Regions from separate parts of the Hordeum vulgare genome. Here all the other regions are linked to region 1. A link is a contact called in public Hi-C data. All regions are on one chromosome and are shown on one strand. The core of a region is the stretch at or near the end of the contact, and the rest is flanking DNA. Distances in the headings are between cores, read along the strand shown.

What was found. Hi-C and Micro-C count contacts between places; a contact is called where the count stands out from the background.
Region 2: a contact with region 1 is called in a Hi-C map of seedling, with 2.6 times the contacts expected there. The contact joins two enhancer-like sites. A contact is called at or near these places in 3 of 6 Hi-C or Micro-C datasets (leaf and seedling).
Region 3: a contact with region 1 is called in a Hi-C map of leaf, with 2.6 times the contacts expected there. The contact joins two enhancer-like sites. A contact is called at or near these places in 2 of 6 Hi-C or Micro-C datasets (both in leaf).

Annotation. Positions count from the first base shown.
Region 1 is chr5H:86,873,035-86,875,691 of MorexV3_pseudomolecules_assembly, forward strand. No RefSeq gene overlaps it. Among protein-coding and RNA genes, the nearest start is that of LOC123395420, 12 kb to the left of the region's middle. Within about 2 kb of position 1,352, at least 3 of the 3 cell types and tissues checked have open chromatin away from gene starts, as enhancers often do. A contact at or near this core is called in leaf and seedling, where this site is marked.
Region 2 is chr5H:87,239,389-87,242,045 of MorexV3_pseudomolecules_assembly, forward strand. No RefSeq gene overlaps it. Among protein-coding and RNA genes, the nearest start is that of LOC123452224, 130 kb to the right of the region's middle. Within about 2 kb of position 1,338, at least 3 of the 3 cell types and tissues checked have open chromatin away from gene starts, as enhancers often do. A contact at or near this core is called in leaf and seedling, where this site is marked.
Region 3 is chr5H:87,201,623-87,204,279 of MorexV3_pseudomolecules_assembly, forward strand. No RefSeq gene overlaps it. Among protein-coding and RNA genes, the nearest start is that of LOC123397479, 120 kb to the left of the region's middle. Within about 2 kb of position 1,304, at least 3 of the 3 cell types and tissues checked have open chromatin away from gene starts, as enhancers often do. A contact at or near this core is called in leaf, where this site is marked.

The DNA of each region.
Region 1 (2,657 bases), core at 102-2,601:
ATGAAAATTTGCTCACAAATTGAAAACTTCTTCAAACTTTCTTCGCCAATTATAAATTTTTTCATGATTTTCAAATGTTTGGGAAGTTTAGAAAATATTCTTCATTTTCTAAAAAATATTTGCGTTTCAAAAAATGTACATTAGTTCAAAAAATGTTCCTGTTTTAAAAAGTGTACATAAGTACAAAAAGTTTCCGTTTAAAAAATTGTTTACAAATTTCGGAAAATTTTCTTTCTTACAAAAACATTGTTCTATGTTTGTAAAATGCTCCTGTATTCAAATTTATTTATAGAGTAAGAAATTAGCTATGTTTTCCAAAACAATTGTGTATTTAAATAATTGTTCACGCTTCCGAATTAGTTCATGTTGTTTTTAAATTGTTCTCGGTGTCAAAATTTGTTCTCAAAATACAAAAAATGTTCAAGCTTTATACAATTGTTCGCTCTTTCAAATTTGTTTGGAGTTTTTCATAATTGTTATCCATTTCAAAATTTAGCTCTTAAGATTCAAGAAATGTTCGTGTATTTAAAAAATTGTTCGTGTTTCCAAATGTGTTCACATTTTTTAATATTGTTCTCAGTTTCAAAATTTGTCCTCAAAATGCAAAAAATGTTCATGCTTTAAAAATTTGTCCGCGCTTCCAAATTTCTTCGAGGTTTTTCAAAATTGTTCTCCTTTTCAAAAAAAATTCAAGTTTCAAAAAATGTTCTTACTTTAAAATATTGTTCGTGCTTTCAAATTTGTTCACATTATTTTAAATTGCACTCGGTTTCAAAGTTTGTTCTCAAAATTCCAAAAATGTTTGTGCTTTAAAAATTTGTTCACACTTTCATTTTTTTTGCATTTTTTCAAAATTGTTTTCCTTTTCCAAATTTTGTTATCAAGATTCAAAAAATGTTCATGCTTTAAGAAATTGTTCACGCTTCCAAATATGTTCACGTTTTTTAAATTTTTTCCTCGGTTTCCTAATTTGTTCTGAAAATTCAAAAAATGATCATCCTTAAAAATATTGTTCGCTCTTTCAAATTTGTTCAGGTTTTTCAAAATTGTTCTCCTTTTCATATTTTCGTTCTCAAGATTTAAAAACTGTTTGTGCTTTAAAAAAAAATCACGCTACCCAATTTGTTCATGATTCTTCGAAATTGTTATTGAAATTCGAAAAATGTTTTTTCTTCAAATAAAAAAGAGAAGGAAAAAGAAAATAAAAAACGAACCAAAAAAAGAAAATAAACTGAAAAGGATAAAAGTAACAGAAAAAAGAAACAAAACTGAGCCGGTCAGTCGGGTGTCCCCCTGTGCGGCACAGGGGTGCCTGCCGCTGCGAGCGGCAGATAGGAGCTGCCCACACGATGTAGGGGAGCTCATATGCAGCGCTGCAGGCGTCCGTCAATGATCTGGCGCCTGCAGCGCTGTTAGCACGGGCCGGTCTATTAGAGTGCTGTCTAGTTTTGTTTTCGTTACAAAAAAACATAAAATCAGAAAAGGTTTACAGATTTAAAAAAGGTTCATCCATTTGAAAAAAAAAGTTCATATCTTTAAAAAGGTTCATCAATTTAGAAAAAAGGTTCATCAATTTGAAGAACAAATCATTGAAAACAAAAAAAAATCAACCAATTTAGGAAAAGTTCACTAATTTTTTAAAAAGTGCATGTGGCGCCAAATAAAAAATGCCATGATGTAGAACCTAGCCCTCTGCTCTTTGGCTAGGCTCGTAAGCCGCCCCATCACCGACCTGCCCGAGCCCCTCAGAGTCCGGCCCTTACGCCCACCGGATTGCCAGTGGGTGGTGCCGATGTTGCCGCTGTCGACCTCCGGCTGCCTTTCTTGGACAGCTTCCACTTGTCGTCCGTGCACATCTCCATCTCTCTTCGCTACCCTCTTCCCTCTCTAGTTTAAGTAGCGTAAAATGGGAGAAATTTTCTTTGATTCTTACTAAGTAAACATGGTATAAGGATGGATTTTGGTCACTTATATTTGTTGAGCCTACTATCTGTTCATCTTCTAATCGTAAGTGCACAATCGCCCATATTTTACATGCATGCATGAACAACCCTTCTACTCCAATCAATCATTCAGCCGTTCATGTAAAAGTAACTGTGCATGGTCGTCTTCAGTGGGCGTAGCAACATTTGAGAGGAAATGAAGTAATCCACGTAGCATGAGACTGTATTTATCCTCAATCCTCCAGCGAGATCAAGTCAGAGTCTCTCTCGCGCACGCATCATGACAAGTCGCGGTCCGATTGCAACCGCTTCATATCTTCCATAAGCCAAACATAATTGAGGATTACACCGGCTTTAGCAACAGCGAGATCTAATTGAGGCTCCGTCTTCACGTGAAAGATAGCTGAACCCACATGGCTCCTACGATCCTACTGGCACGCGGATCGAGACAAGGCAGCATTCAAGATTCAACTAGGGATCATCCAACTAGCGCCGAAAAAACAGAGTGCTCCTTTTTTTTGAGACAAAACAGAGAGCTCCTATTCAGCGAGTTCGGCACCGATTAGCTAGCTAGCGCTCGTACCCACTTTGCCCATGGGCCGGCCCATCAAACCAGAGCTGGCACGGTTTTTTGTTCGCCGTGCACGGTTTTTTGTTCACTGAGTTCACGTGCTCGACCTGGTCTATTTACGGGTTCACCTGTTTGACCTGGTT
Region 2 (2,657 bases), core at 88-2,587, 370 kb after region 1:
CGCCACACGCGTCCGTTTTAGTGCAACTCTGCAAACGGGTGCATGCAGCGCCCTGCGTTGGGCCGGCCCAATTGGCTTGTGTGTTCTGTGTGTAAAGCCGCAAAAATGATAAATACTGAATGCGTCTGGTCGGACTCGATCCCGAGACGCAAGGGTTTCACCAACCACGCGACAAGCACTACACCAACCTCATCTCCGTGTCAACTTCTTCCGAGTTTTCTTCTTTCTTTCGTCTTTCTTCTTTTTGTTTTCGTCTTTCTTTTTTCTTTTTTTGTTCCTTTTTATTTTTTTCTAATTATGTCAAAAAATAACTCGCTTTTATTAACATTTTTTTCATATTAGATGAACTTTTTCAAAACAGTTGAATTCTTTTTAAAATTCCGTGAACTTTTTTCAAAATTCGTGCACTTTTTATGAAAATGATGAACTTTTTTCAATTTTCAAGAATTATTTTGAATTTCGCAAAATTTGCATGAACTTTTTTGATCCATGAACTTTTTTAAATTAGTGGACCTTTTCAAATACCGTAACTTTTTCAAATTTATGATTTTTTTCTCAAATTAGTGAACTTTTTATGAAAATCGACGAACTTTTTCAAAATTGATGAACTTTTTTCCATTTTCGTTTTTTCCCTTTTGTTCTTCTTAGTTTCTTCCTTTATCGACTTTCATTTTTGTACTTGTCCTAAGTGCATGAATTTTTTCCAAATTGATTATATTTTTTTCCAACTTTTTATGATTTGTTTTTCAAAATCAGTGAACATGTTTTAAATTTTAGTGAACTATATTTAAAAGTTGATGTTTTTTCTAATTCGATTAGTTTTTTCCAATTTGATGAACTGTTTTTTAATTTCATCATTTTTTTCAAAGTTTGATCAATTGTTTTTTAAAATTTATGAACTGTTTTCAAATTAAATGATCTTTTTCGAAAACTGGATGAACTTATTTTTAAAGTTACTTCAGTGTTTTTTTATTTTTGTGAACTTTTCCAAAACTGGTGACCTTTTTTCATTTTCGTGAACTTTTTTCAAATTGATGAACATTTTTTAATTCGTTAATTAATGTTTGAATTTACCTTTCTTTATTCAAATTATTTATCTAGAGATGGGTAAAGTAGGATTATTTTCCAGTAGTAATCGACAAAACACAGCCTGGTCTAGTGGTGAAGACACGACGCTGTGTCAAGTAGGATCATTTCCTATTTGAGAACCTCAAAACTGAGCCTAGTGTAGTGGTCGGGCCGAGTGGATGCTACTTGGACATGCACAATTCGATCCGCACTACTCATGAATTATTGACAGGTATATCTTTTGCATTTTTTTGTCAGCTGGTTGACTGGGCCGGCCCGCTACGTGCCGCCTGCGAGCGCCAGGGGAGCTAGCCAGCGCTGACTACGCTCTCCCATGTATAGCACCCACGAAACAGGAATCTCCTATTTGCCGTTCTTTACAGAGAATCGGGCAAACGCACAGGAAAAGGAAGGTGAGGAATTTTAATGGGTTCGTACATTAACGCTTCACTGATCCCAATTTTGAAACCTTTCTGAACTGAGTTTTATTTCCTTTTTCGTTTTATTTTTCCTTTATTTTACTCCTTTCTGTTTCTGTCTCAAAAAATGTTCTGGATTTTTAACATTTTTTCTTTCAGTATCTGTTTTTGCTTTTTAAGAAAATGTTTTAAATTTTAAATAATTGCCGTTTTTCCAAAACATTCATAACTTCAAAAAATGTTCAGTATTTTATATTTTTTTGTTTTTTAATCAACTTTTGGTATTTTTATAAAAAATACTGTATTTTCAAAAAATGTTCAGTGTTTTAAAAAAATAGACCAAACATCTATATTCTGTTCAATTTTCAAACTAAGTTCATGTTCAAAAATTGTACTTACATTTTGAAAAATGTTCTTGATTTTATAAAGTGTTTAATTTTTTAAAACATTTCATTTTTCAATAATTTCAAAATGTTCTGGATTTTGGAAAATTGTTCTTGTTTTTGAAAACAAATCTTGTTTTTCATATTTTTTAGTATCTTCAGAAATTCTTCGCGTTTACGTATTTTTTTAAGTTTTTGTAAACTTGTTCTCATTTTCCAGAAAATTCTCTAGATTTAAAAATTATTCGTGTTTTAAAACAAATTCGTACTTCTAAATTTGGTCGGGGTTTTTCAAAATTGTTATCTGTTTGAAAATTTTGTTCTCAAGATTAATAAAATGTTCGTGCATTAAAAATTTGTTCGCGATTTTAGATCTGTTCTCTATTTTAACAAATCTTCACATTTCAAAAAATAATTAGGAAGTTCAACATTTTTTCGTTTTCATAAAACGGAAAAAGAAAAAAAGAACCAAAAAATAAAGGAAATAAGCATAAAAAGAAAAAATGAAACAGAAAAAATAATTGGAAAATGAAAGAAAACTTGGCCGGCCCAGTCGGGTTACGACCCTGTGCGCCCGAGCGACTCCCTACCGCAAAATGCGACAGGTAGGAGCTTCCGGGAAAACAAATACCAGAGTAACCAATGCATGAAGTCCTTATTACTCCCTCCATTGAAAAATGCAAAGTGTATTAGTTTCTAAGAATATTAACTTCTCTAACTTTTAACTAATTTTCTTTTTTGACAAAAATAGTAGAGGAAACACATATAGTGAGTCTTTTTATTTATA
Region 3 (2,657 bases), core at 54-2,553, 330 kb after region 1:
TACTACTCCGTGAAGGCCGCCGGCGACGAGGAGTAGTTAGGAAGCTCAAAGGCAGGAGGCCTTGCTTTTCGATCTATGTTTTCTTTTGTGCTAGCCTTCTTAAAGCAAAACTTGTTTGTTCACCGATACTCATATAATGTTGCTTCCGCTGACTCGTATATACTCGAGCTTATGTATTCAAGCCCTCGTAGCCCCTGGTTTGTAATATAAAGCTTGAATTATTTTTATCTGTGTCTAGAGTTGTGTTGTGATATCTTTCTGTGAGTCCCTGATCTTGGTCGTATGCATTTGCGTGTATGATTAGGGCATGATTAAGTTGGGGGCATCAGAGAGGGTCACGGAAGGGCTATTGTGGGTTCCGACAACCGAAGCATGGTAGGGCCGACGATGGGTGGTCGAGGTAGGCACGACTCTCACTGAATGTTCTCATTCTGTCGATTTGGGTCCCGTCGTTCATTTTCTCTAATATGAATATGCTGGGTGAGAATACCTTTTTGTATTTGGTATCAAAATATGGGAACCTACAAGAAAAAAATATGGATATCCGTGCACTGTTGAGTTTGTTGTGAGGTTGCGATCAAAATACTTGCGTTTCTTGAGGGTGAGGGTAGTGTGTGAAAATTGAGGATGCTCAGAAAGTAACTTTCTGCACGCGAGCTCCTCAAAAAACATTAAATTTGTTTTTAAGAACTGATTTTTTTACAAACTTTGATAAATGTTAGAGTTTGTAAAATTTACCATAGAATTACACCTCTGGAACTCGTGGCAGAAAATAAATGCTCCAAAATACTTTCGAAAGTAGCATTTTAGACTGTTCATTTTTTCACACTTTACAAGAATGTGATTTCATCACGAATAATTGCAAGCACTTGAAACATTTGTCAATGTTTGTTAAAAAACAGATTTTTTTTATTTTTTAATATAATTTTATTTTGCTGTTCAAGATCATTTGAGCTCTAGTTGAGAAACTCCACGTCTAGGATGCTCTACCTATTGCCACATTTTTTGCTACTACAATCTAGAAAAGATATGAAAACTGCAACCAAACATGCACTTTCGGCTGCAAACAGACAAGAAATCAAAGGTTTAACCAGGGGGAATCAAACACATTGCTTGGACTCCACTGTCTGCCATGTGATCAATCGACCATCATATGACCTTAGATTTTAGCTACTTAATTAATTAGATTAACACGAACCGCTTTTCACTGACTCCTCATCACATCGACCTAGAGCGCATTAACATCGGGATACATGCACATACGCATGTCCGTAATGATTTGACCGGTCAGGCCCACCTAAGGCTGACACGTGTCGCCGACTGCGAAGTGGCCGCCGTTCCGCAGATCGATCAAGTGTGCCGACATGTAGCCGAAAGCTACGCGGATGCATGCATTTCTTAGTCTGCATTAACAATCTATCGTGCGAGTTCATGTGCTAGAGGCAACAACAAATGAAGCCATGTGCAGTGATTTGTCGATTCTAACCACCATCTACTAGCTGTTAGCAACAAGACATGAAGCCTTGGATATGGCAGATGTGTGAGTACAAATTAAGGTTCTACACTTTAATCAGGTCAAGTGTGCCCGGAATAATTAGTGGCAGCGGACTGTCGTTCAAATGGCTGTTTCTGCAGGGAAACGGTGTATGCGGCCGGCGAGATTTATGTAGGCCATGTCGTGGTAGGGAAGGAGACAAAGTGACCACCTGTCCACTTGTCCAGCATCCAACCATTGCAATTTTCGGATCACATACATGTGCGCAACCGCCGATATGATGCCCATGCACGCCGTACAGCCCCCCCCCCCCCCCCCTCTTCCCCGTGCGGCGGCGCCGCCCCGCACCGGGGAGCCCCCGCCCTCCTCCTATAGCCGCCCCCACCTCATCTCCCCTCCGCCGTTGTCGTCCGGGGCGTCACACGGCAAAGCCCTTGTGGCGTGGCGGCGGCAGCGGTTTTCTCCTCGGATCTCGATCTGGTTGAAAGGCGGCGCTCCTTTCCGGCCAGATCGGCGGCGGTGACGCAGATCGGCAGCGGCATGGCTGTGGTGCGGCGGCGGCGTAGGAGGACGGCACTAGCAGCAACGGATCTGTCCTTGACTCAGTCGGGCTGATTCGATGTGCTATCGATCTGAATCGCCGTCAGTGGTGCACTGCTCATGGACTTGATCTGCAACACGAGGATGTCTGGGGCGCCGGCCCTAGGCTTGGTGGTGGTGGCCTTCTTCTTCGTCGGAGGTGGTCGGCCAGCTGGCTGTGCATGGAGTTGGGACGGGCGGCTGTTGGTGAAATCCGTGATCCGACTTTGGTCGTGGCGGGTGACGACGGCGCCTACGCGTCGTTACCTTCTTGAAGGTGTCACCTTTGCAGTCTCCGTCTTCCCACTTGCAGTCCAGTCAATGTCGGGCTGCTTTGGCACCGTGGTGGTGCTTCGGCCGTTCAGGTGGTGGCGGCTGGATCATTTGATCTAGTCTCCAGCAGAGAAGGCGGCGACCTGTGCACAAGAAGCTGGATGGAGTTCTTCGAACAGATCTATGTGAAAACCTGCTCTTGGCTAGATGGCAAGGCCAGCGATGGCGATGCTCTACGGCGTCGTTCCCTTCTTGAAGGCATCGCCGAGGAGAAGTTCTAGACCACTATCTGCTACCTCCGGGGGAAACC